Regions from separate parts of the Macaca mulatta genome. Here region 2 is linked to region 1. Evidence: chromatin contacts called from public Hi-C data. All regions are on one chromosome and are shown on one strand. Each heading gives the region's core, a stretch centred on a gene start, on an enhancer-like site or on the middle of the called end of the contact. The rest is flanking DNA. Distances are from core to core; before and after follow the strand shown.

Evidence for each region. Hi-C and Micro-C count contacts between places; a contact is called where the count stands out from the background.
Region 2: a Hi-C map of liver shows a contact between it and region 1, with 5 times the contacts expected there. The contact joins two enhancer-like sites. A contact is called at or near these places in 2 of 14 Hi-C or Micro-C datasets (CD4 T cells and liver).

Annotation. Positions count from the first base shown.
Region 1 is chr5:149,122,832-149,127,296 of T2T-MMU8v2.0, forward strand. No RefSeq gene overlaps it. Among named protein-coding and RNA genes, the nearest start is that of SCOC, 91 kb to the right of the region's middle. Within about 2 kb of position 2,185, at least 18 of the 40 cell types and tissues checked have an H3K27ac peak or open chromatin away from gene starts, as enhancers often do. A contact at or near this core is called in liver, where this site is marked.
Region 2 is chr5:148,875,476-148,879,940 of T2T-MMU8v2.0, forward strand. All of the region lies in intron 1 of MAML3 (mastermind like transcriptional coactivator 3), which reads right to left. Among named protein-coding and RNA genes, the nearest start is that of MAML3, 150 kb to the right of the region's middle. Within about 2 kb of position 1,791, at least 17 of the 40 cell types and tissues checked have an H3K27ac peak or open chromatin away from gene starts, as enhancers often do. A contact at or near this core is called in liver, where this site is marked.

The DNA.
Region 1 (4,465 bases), core at 935-3,434:
AAAAAAAAAAGTTTTTAGACCCCTGACATATATGAAACTAGCAGAGCTGATTAAGTGAGGGACAGAACCCTTATTAGCCCCGCATTGGCCAATGGAAGCCTGGGACTATGTTGCCGTTTTGTTCATCTATACAGCATCTATGCACCTCAAATAGGCTGAAATATTTTTATCTTACAGTTTTTTTGTGAGTCAGGAATTCAGGGATAGCTTAGCTGCATGATTTTGGCCCAGAGTCTCTTACCAGGCCAAGCTCTTGGCCAGGGCTGCTGTCATCTGAAGGTGTGATTAGCATTAGAGAATCCTCTTCCTAGATGGCTGACTCACATGGCTGGTGAGTTGCTGCTGGCTGATGGTGGAGGCCTCAGTTCCTTGAAACATGGCCACTCCAAGCAACTACTTGAGTGTTCTCATGACATGGTGCCTAGCTTTCCTCAGAATGAGTGATACAAAAGACAGCAAGGTGGAAGCCACAATGCCTTTTATGGGCTTGAAAGTCACACTGTCATTTTGCAATATTCACTTGATCACACAGGTTAGCCCTGCTTCATAGGGGAGAATATATAAGAACATAAATACCAGGAGGCAAGGGTCACTGGAGGGCATCTGGGAGGCTGGCAACCACAGCTGCCTGTTGGTCCTGTCACCGCCTCTGGGAATCAGTCTGCCCAAGGCCTGGACTTCTAACAGCTATACAAATTCGATGCTCATGGAAATTTTCCAGTATCCTTTTAGAGAAGGGTCCACAGCTCCTGACCTACCTGCCTCAGGTGGATGCTGGCTCAGTCCCTTGCCCCAGCCACCACACCTCTGCTTGGGTGGCAGTGTGCATGCGGGGATGGATAGGAAGGAGGCCCTGATGAGCCAGACACACAAATGGCTCAGAATGCGACTTTAAAGCCAGGCCCACCCCCAGAGACTCTTCCAGCTCTAAAATGGCCATCTAAACCTAAGTAAGTGTCTGAGTTACACCTGTGAGGCTCTGGGGAGAATGCGGCCTCACTGGATTTCTGCTCTTTTCCTGGAGGGAAATAACCTTGCTGACTCAGATGGGAGTAAGAAGTTGTTAGCAGTTGCTGGGTTCACCTTCGGTGGAAATCTGGAAATTCCAGTCAACCACCATCATTTTCTGCAAGATAATCTAACCTAATTTCAGCTGTAAAATTTAAATTTTCAAATTTACTGAAGAGACAGTACATGCCAGCAGTTATACACAGTATTTCCCTTAATCATCACAAAAAAAAACCTGTCTCCGTAGTAGGTATCAGGCCCACCATTTTATAGAGGAGTGAACTGAAGCCCCAGAGGTTAAATTCCCAGCTAGCAAATGGGGGAGCCGGGGTTCCACCCCGTGTGTCTGCCTCCCAAGCCCGGGTGATACAACTCTGTCAGAACTCTCCAAAAGAGAAGGGGCATAAATCACAGGTCTATCCAGGGAGCGGAGGGAGAGGGGGAGTGCCCCACACAGTCACAGCAGCAGGGCAGGAGGAGGATGGGGGTTGGGGACAGCGGAGAACAGATGGGAGCTCCTGTTAGGAGCCGCGTTTCCTCGGCTGGGAACCCTTACTCCTGAGTCTCTGCAACAGCGATGCCAGGTCTGTCTCAAGGGCGGCAAACTGTGCCTCTCCCTCCTCCTACAAGGAGAGTCGGGTTGTTCATAATGATAGTTACTCTCTGCCAGGCTTCCTGCTAAGTTAAGAAGCACTTTTTAAAAATCCTCACAACATTCCTAGTAAGTATTATTCCCTGCATTTGATAGCTGGGGAGGTGCGGAGTTCGGAAGTTTAGGAACATCCTCAAGGTCACAGAACCCCAAGGTGTCAATGCTCACGTTTCAATCCAGGCTTCTGACTTTAGGGCCAGCAGAACTCTTTAACATCATGTTCCACCAAGCAGAGGTTGGGGGGCTCAGGCGACCACATGGGCCGTTCATCTTTGCAGGAGCTGACAGCTTTAGCCCCGACACAGAGGGCATGGGCCCCGCGGCTCCTCCGGGAAGGGGGCTCGCCCGCCGGCCCAGACACCCCCTGGGGGAGCCTCCTGTTCTCGGGCGCAGCCAGAGCCCGCTGCTCAGAGGCCCGAGGTCAGGTCAAGGAATCCTCCTGCGGGCCTCGGCATTCCTCGAGAGGAGGGCGACTCCCGCCAGGCGGGCCTGCGCTCGGGGTGGGTCTGGGCTCCGCGGCCGGGATGGGTGAGCTGGGGAGGGAAGCGCCCAGGCTCGGACCGGCGTCAGGCGCCGCGGCGCGTGGGGCTGCGCACGCGGTCCCCATTTTCCTCCCGCTGGTCTGTGTGCCCCTCCGGCGGAAGCCGAGGCCGGCTGGCCGCAGCCCCGCGCCCAGGGAGAGAGGAGGAGGGGAAGAGGCCGGGGGCGCCCTGCTCCTGGGACGCCGAAGCCCCGGAGGCTTTGTGTATTCGGAACCGGATTCCCCACCTCCCTTCCCCGCCTCCCATTCCCGCTTTCTTTTTCCCTGACCGAAGTCCCAGTAGAGTATCCAGCAATTAGCACGCGAAGAGGGGGTGGAAGGCGGCGGCTGCGGCGGCGGCGGCAGGGGTGGGGGCGGCGAGACCCCCGCTCTGGGCTCGGCCCCGCGCTCCGCCTGCGCTGCCTTCGTGCGCCACCTACCGGCTGCTCGGGGCTGCTGTAGCGCCCGCCAGAGCTGTTCCTAGGCAGATCTTGATCTCCGTGGACAATAGACAATGGGATTTTTTTTTTTTTTTGGAACAATGATTTATTTTGGGGGGTGGGGATAAGGAGGAAGGAGGGAGAGAGGGAGGAAGCAGCAGTGTGTTTGTCATCGCTTTAGAAAAAAAATCTCTGTTCTATCATTGTTTCTGCATATCCATTATATTGAGGACAAAAGAATCCCGTTCTGGAACAACAAAGCCAAGGGAAATGTTTTCTGTGGCTGACATTTAATTGTGTGCACAAGGTGCTACATTATCATGGGGAGAGATTGTAGAAAAGAATAGGGCCAGCCTCGGTTCAAAAGCCTGACTTTTCTGCTTTAAGATGTGAGCTTGCATGTGCCCCATTTTAGATTGTCTCATATATCTCCACTCTTGTTATACACGACGCACAATTCTACATTTCCTTATAGTTTTCCAACCCACCGCAAGGAATCCTTGCGGATTATTTTTGCACCACCTCCAAGGTCTATTCTTTTTACAGATAACAGGGATCATCATGTTTTGCTTCACAACTTCCCTACATGTTTCTTTTTTAGAAGCTGTTAGGGACCTTGGAGAATACGTAGTCCAACCCTCTCATTTTACAGATGAAAGAGGTAGAATGCCTAGTCTAAAGTCACACAAATAATTAGAGAGGGAGGCAGGACCAGACCTCTTGTTTCCTAATCCCCGGTCCCTATGACCTGCTATTTGATGTCCTAATGCCCAGCACTCCCGGACTTGCTCACTCCATGGCCTCCTTTCTGGCAGGAGAAAGCCCCTACACAGCGAGTTGTGTTCTACAAAGATGGGTGCTAACTCAGGCCAAGGGGACAGAAGTGTAAGCTTCCTGGCTTGTTGGTAATCCCTTTCACCCCCCCCCCCCACCCTTTTCACCCCACCACCTCTGTAGCGTGAAGAAGGGGAGTAGTGTGGATGTCATCTTCATTTATTTATTTCATTATTTTGCTGTGATAATATGTAAAACCTATTGCAGTTGTCCCCAACTCTCCAGAAAACATTCTCCCCTGGGATGCAGGGACTGACGCCACCTCTGATACTGGGCTAAACCAGAAGCATAACAAGAAATGTGTTCCATCTTTGGAAATTGTACTCAGTGGTCTCTTGGCAAAGGTGGTTTGCCCTTGGGAACTTAAATGATATGGATTTCTTTCCAAGGCTCATGAAGAATCCTTGGGAAGAGGCAGATAGCTGATTATGCTGTAGAACAGAGACATTTTTCTTATGCCACCTTCCAAAACACTACAACAGACGGCGCTCCCCTTTAAACTATTACTATGTCACACTGAGACAGAAGAATTTTCAAGTTTTAAATGAGAAGCTCAGTAAACATCTTTGCACATCCAAAATGAGTCAACCCATCATAACAGCCTGCTTGTTTTAAAAGTTGTTCAGTCTGTTTAAAGCAAATAGACCAATCTCACAGTCTGCAGACAACCAGACAACAAGCAAAGAAAATTTCAAAACAAAAGACCAGAGCATTCCCTAACTCTCTTTAAACTGTCTTCTAAAAGCATAGAAAAGAAGAAAACACACTTGGGTTGTAAACAATTTCTAAAGCTTTCTGCTAGGTTTTGGCACTTTAAGAGAACTGGTTTATACAGGGGCCATGTGACAGGGGCCTGTTAACAGGGAGCTTAGATCTCTAAACCTCCTAGTTTTCCTTTGTTTGTTCCTTTTTTTTTTCCTACAGGGTAGTGATTCATCCTGTCTCCACAGAAAGATCCACAGTTCAATGATATTTTAATATGACAACCACACACTTACAAACACCTTGCCT
Region 2 (4,465 bases), core at 541-3,040, 250 kb before region 1:
AAGGGACCTACTTTACCAGCAGCAGTGGTTCCCCAGATAGGCACTGGCAGGGTCTGTTGGAACCGTGTCCACTATGGTGGCAGGAAATTAATGGCAAGGACAAGCACCCAGCTCCAAAGTCAGACTATTTGGATGTCCAGAAGCCTGAGGCTTTTAAAACAATTCAACTTGGTGGATGTTTCAATTTACCACTTCTTTCTCAAAATTCCTCTCTGAAAATTTCTATGAAGATTTAGGGTTCTAGAGCTGGAAGGAATTTGGCATGGGAGTTAATCAGTATCATGAACTGTTGATGGCACGAGGACTTGACCTCCTGCCCCCAGGCCAGTTCTGCTTTTACTACACCACTGGGTTGGGGTACATTTGGAAGTGAGAGCAGCATTGCTTCTTTGTAAACATGGATTGGGTCTGGGTTACCTAGTGGAAAATTCTAGAGGGAGCTCTCAGACACCAGATATACTGGGAGAAAAGTACCTAGTTAAAGAGAAACACAAGACACTCCTTGGGCATAAGGAGAAAAGAAGTAAATAGTATTAAGGGGTAATAGGCTACGGGACAGTGCAGGAAAGACAAGCAGACATGAGAATCCTGGCATGTCAGGGGCCAAGGGTGATGTCCTTGAGGCCAATATGATTCAACTCAAATAGCTGAGAAGGACTGCAAGAAAGACAGTGTCCTAGCTCACTGGCTTTGTCACGAAGGGTTAACACTGGACAATTTTCTTTTTCTGTGCTTTCATGTATCCCATTTTAAAGTAAGGAGAATAACATTTTGCCAGCAATATCTTCCCAAGGGAACCGAGATACTAACATGTAACCCTGAAAGAGTCTTGAAAGAGCGCCAGATTCAAGTCCTAGCTCAGCTAGAACTCTGTGTCCTAGGAAACATCCCCAAACATCCTCTAAGCTCAGTTTCCATATCTTTGACAATAAAGGATTGGGCTCCTTGAATTAAGTCTGCCCCAGGTATATGATTTCCATCCGTGAAGTGCTTTAAGTTCCCACAAGGAAAGTTTCTGTGTAAATTACAAATGGCTTTAAGAGCCCTATCAACTCAACCTTCCTCCCATTCCTGCTCTCCACACAAGCAAGAGAATCACTTAAAAAGCATTGTAAGCTCTAGGTAATGGGAAGAAAAGGAGAGAGACTGCACACAGGCACTTTAGAGTAAAGCTCCACCAAGCCCTTAATGCTTTACTTTGCACAAGACAGAATGTGGATTAGCATGTTTATTTCAGAAGCCTTTCTGAACACCATACCTGGCTATTTAAATTCACAAGGCATTTGTTGTCACACTTTGTCTCTTATTAACAATGGCACAGAAGGCACTGGCAGTTCTCTCAAGATTCTCACCCCAGAATATTGGTGGATGGGTGTGCTACTGAACAGCACGGTTTCTTTACTTATTATGAATGTGCTAGGGAAGGACCATTTCCCCCCACACCCCTAGCACCCAGTATTTTTAACTAAAAACTGTTACTTCAAGAACGTAATTCCCAGATCCATACAGGGGCACTGTCAGTTTTAAAGGCATCGTATCTTGTTTCCTCTCTTTGAAGCTCATAAGAAACCCTAACTTCTGAGCTTCTACTTCACCTAAATGATCTCAAATTCCTTGAATCACAAAACCAGTAAGAAAGGGAGGGGCTTCGGGAGTGGGCGGGGGAGAGTAGTGAGGACAGAAGGAAAGAAAGAAAATGGGATGAACAGTTGCTGAGTGCAACGGGCTGCGAGTGTGTGACACAAGCTACCCACCGCAGACAAAGAACGCCATGAGACTCGCAGGGAGACAATGAAGGCTCCGGGAAAAACGCAGTGCTCACAGAGCTGGTGAGGGAGCGGCGCAGCCCCCTTCACAGACCTGCTCTCCCTGCCAGCCCAGGGCTCCCAGCAGCTGCTCCCCAGTGGAGAGACACATGGTCATTTCCTAGCCGAAAGGAGGGCTACTGTTTTCCTTAGTTTTTTTTTTTTTTTTAAACATAAGAAATAACTCCTCCCTATCATCACATTCCCCAGATATAGCTGTATTTTCAACTATCAGAAGCCAAACAGAATGATTTTGGTTTCCTTAAGAGTTTAGAAATTCTTGTCAAACAAAATAATCAGGAGGAAAACAAAAGTTCAGCAAAGTACCTAAAATCTGTACTTCTTCAAAAACCCCGGTAGAAAACATTTTGGTTAAGTGTGCTGGGGTGCTGGTGAACGTGGAGGACAGGGGCTTTGAACAATGCAGTGGTTTAACTCAGTGGTGTTGCTACCCTTTGTCCTGGTTAGTTTAAATGGTTAAGACAATGCAGTGGGCTAGGATTTTTCCTGTTTCACCTCTCCTCTTTCCCAGAAACTATCTAGAGCAGGTTGATTCACTAGAGATTCCTAATCCTCCTTGGCAGAAAGAGAAATATGGATTTGACAAATAATACGCATAAAATATTTCTTAACCTGGAAACATTAGGGGGAAATAATCGATTCAGAAGAACTGAAGTAAAAAACTAAAACATAGAAAAGTGCTGCTGCCAGGCAGCCGCCCTCCAGTGTTGGAAACATGATCGCCACAGGATTAGATCTGTTTAAAACCACTCTCTGTTTACAAACAAAGCACTTACTAAATAACGCCCCAGGTAATGGATGATGACAGGAATAGGGCTTGCTCTTTTAAATAACAACAGATTGGAAAAATATTTCAATACCAACAGACAACAAATTAAAATGAAACACCTTTTCTAACTGGAAAAATGCAGATCTAGCTGGGAAAATTGATTTCCACCCATCCTCCATCCTCCCAACAGAAGATTAGAAAGAGAAAACTGAAAATCATACATCCTGGAGATAACTTTGCTAATGAGCGCCATAAATATTCACAGGGAGCTAGGCTCCTATTTCATAGGTTTTTGAAAAAAATATTCTAATATGCACACGTGAGTCAAACAGTCTGCAGTAAAATGCATTTAATGTTTAATTGTTTTAATACACTATAAGAGGGAGTAAAGCCTTGTCACTCACCAGATGAAATCTGATCTCTCTCAAATCATGTCACCCAACAATGTTAAAGACATTACTGCTGTGACATAATTCAACCTCAAGACATCTTATGGGAAACACAGGTCAGTTTTAAAGCACCAGGTGGATAAACAGACATTCATTATTCAGTCTCCTGACCTTGAATTTTGGGGGTTCTATAGTCATCTTTTGCTTGGAGGCTACCACTTGAGATATCGTGTGCCATGCAAGGGCTTTCCAGATTTAAGTGGACTTTCTCGAGTAAGATGACTCTTCTTTTATGAGAACACATAAGATGCCAAAAAATATGCTTCTGTCTTATTCCTAATTCTAGGGGGCCAATAGAAAAGGAGTGGAACAGGGAGGGGTCTATGGCACTCCCCTCTCCTGGTTGGTATTAGAGTGAGCAAGAAGTGAATTAGGAAACAGGCTGGGTGTGGTGGCTCACCCCTGCAATCCCAGCACTTTGGGAAGCCAAGAGGGGTGGATCACTTGAGGCTGAGCCTAATGAACACGGTGAAACCCTGACTCTACTAAAAATATAAAAACTAGCCAGGCATGGTAGTGGGTGCCTATAATCCCAGCTACTCTGAAGGCTGAGGCAGGAGAATCACTGGAACCTGGGAGACGGAGGTTGCAGTAAGCCAAGATGGGGCCACTGCACTCCAGCCTGGGTGACAGAGTGAGACTATCTTTAAAAAGAAAAAAAAAAAAAAAAATTGAAAAAGTGAATTAGGAGACATTTGAAGACCCCTGGGCAGAGCAGAGAAAAAGGTGGTTAGCATATTTTCTCACTCAACTGAAATACGTCTGTTAACCTCTAAAGTTCAAACAATTGCAAGGCTAACTGCATACAGCCATAACTGGAGATGAATTGAAATTGATATTCTATATTCTTCTATCAAATAAAAATAATAAAAAATAATAACAATAATAGCAAAGACTTACATAGAGGTTACCCACTGCCAGGCACTAATCCAAGTACTTGGATATATTGACTTATTTAATCTTCCCATCAACCCCTTGACGTAGGTGCCATATACAAATGAATATAAACTTGGTTGTGTTTAAAGAACAAAAAGCTTCATAAGCTTTTTGGTAAAATAAGCTTTGGTGGTAAAATAGGATGGAGGTAGGTGATAGTTTTGAAAAGGAATCTGAGTCCACATATCCTATAACATAGGATGTTGCCCTATATATTGTTGGGGCAATATATGAAGAAAACATACAAGGATATCTTATCGGCATTTTTAAAAATAGCCTTGTTCATAAATTTCCACTGAAGAGAATACTAATCTTTGTAGAGAGAAAAGTAAGGATCTAAAAGAGATTAGAGAAAACAAGAGGATGCGTGATAAAAAGTGAAAAGACCTCACAGTGGCTAAAAATTTATCACCAACTTGAGGAAAATTGCATTCTAAGAGCCTAAAACCTAAAACGAAACAAAACACTGGGCTGGTCCCTTCTTG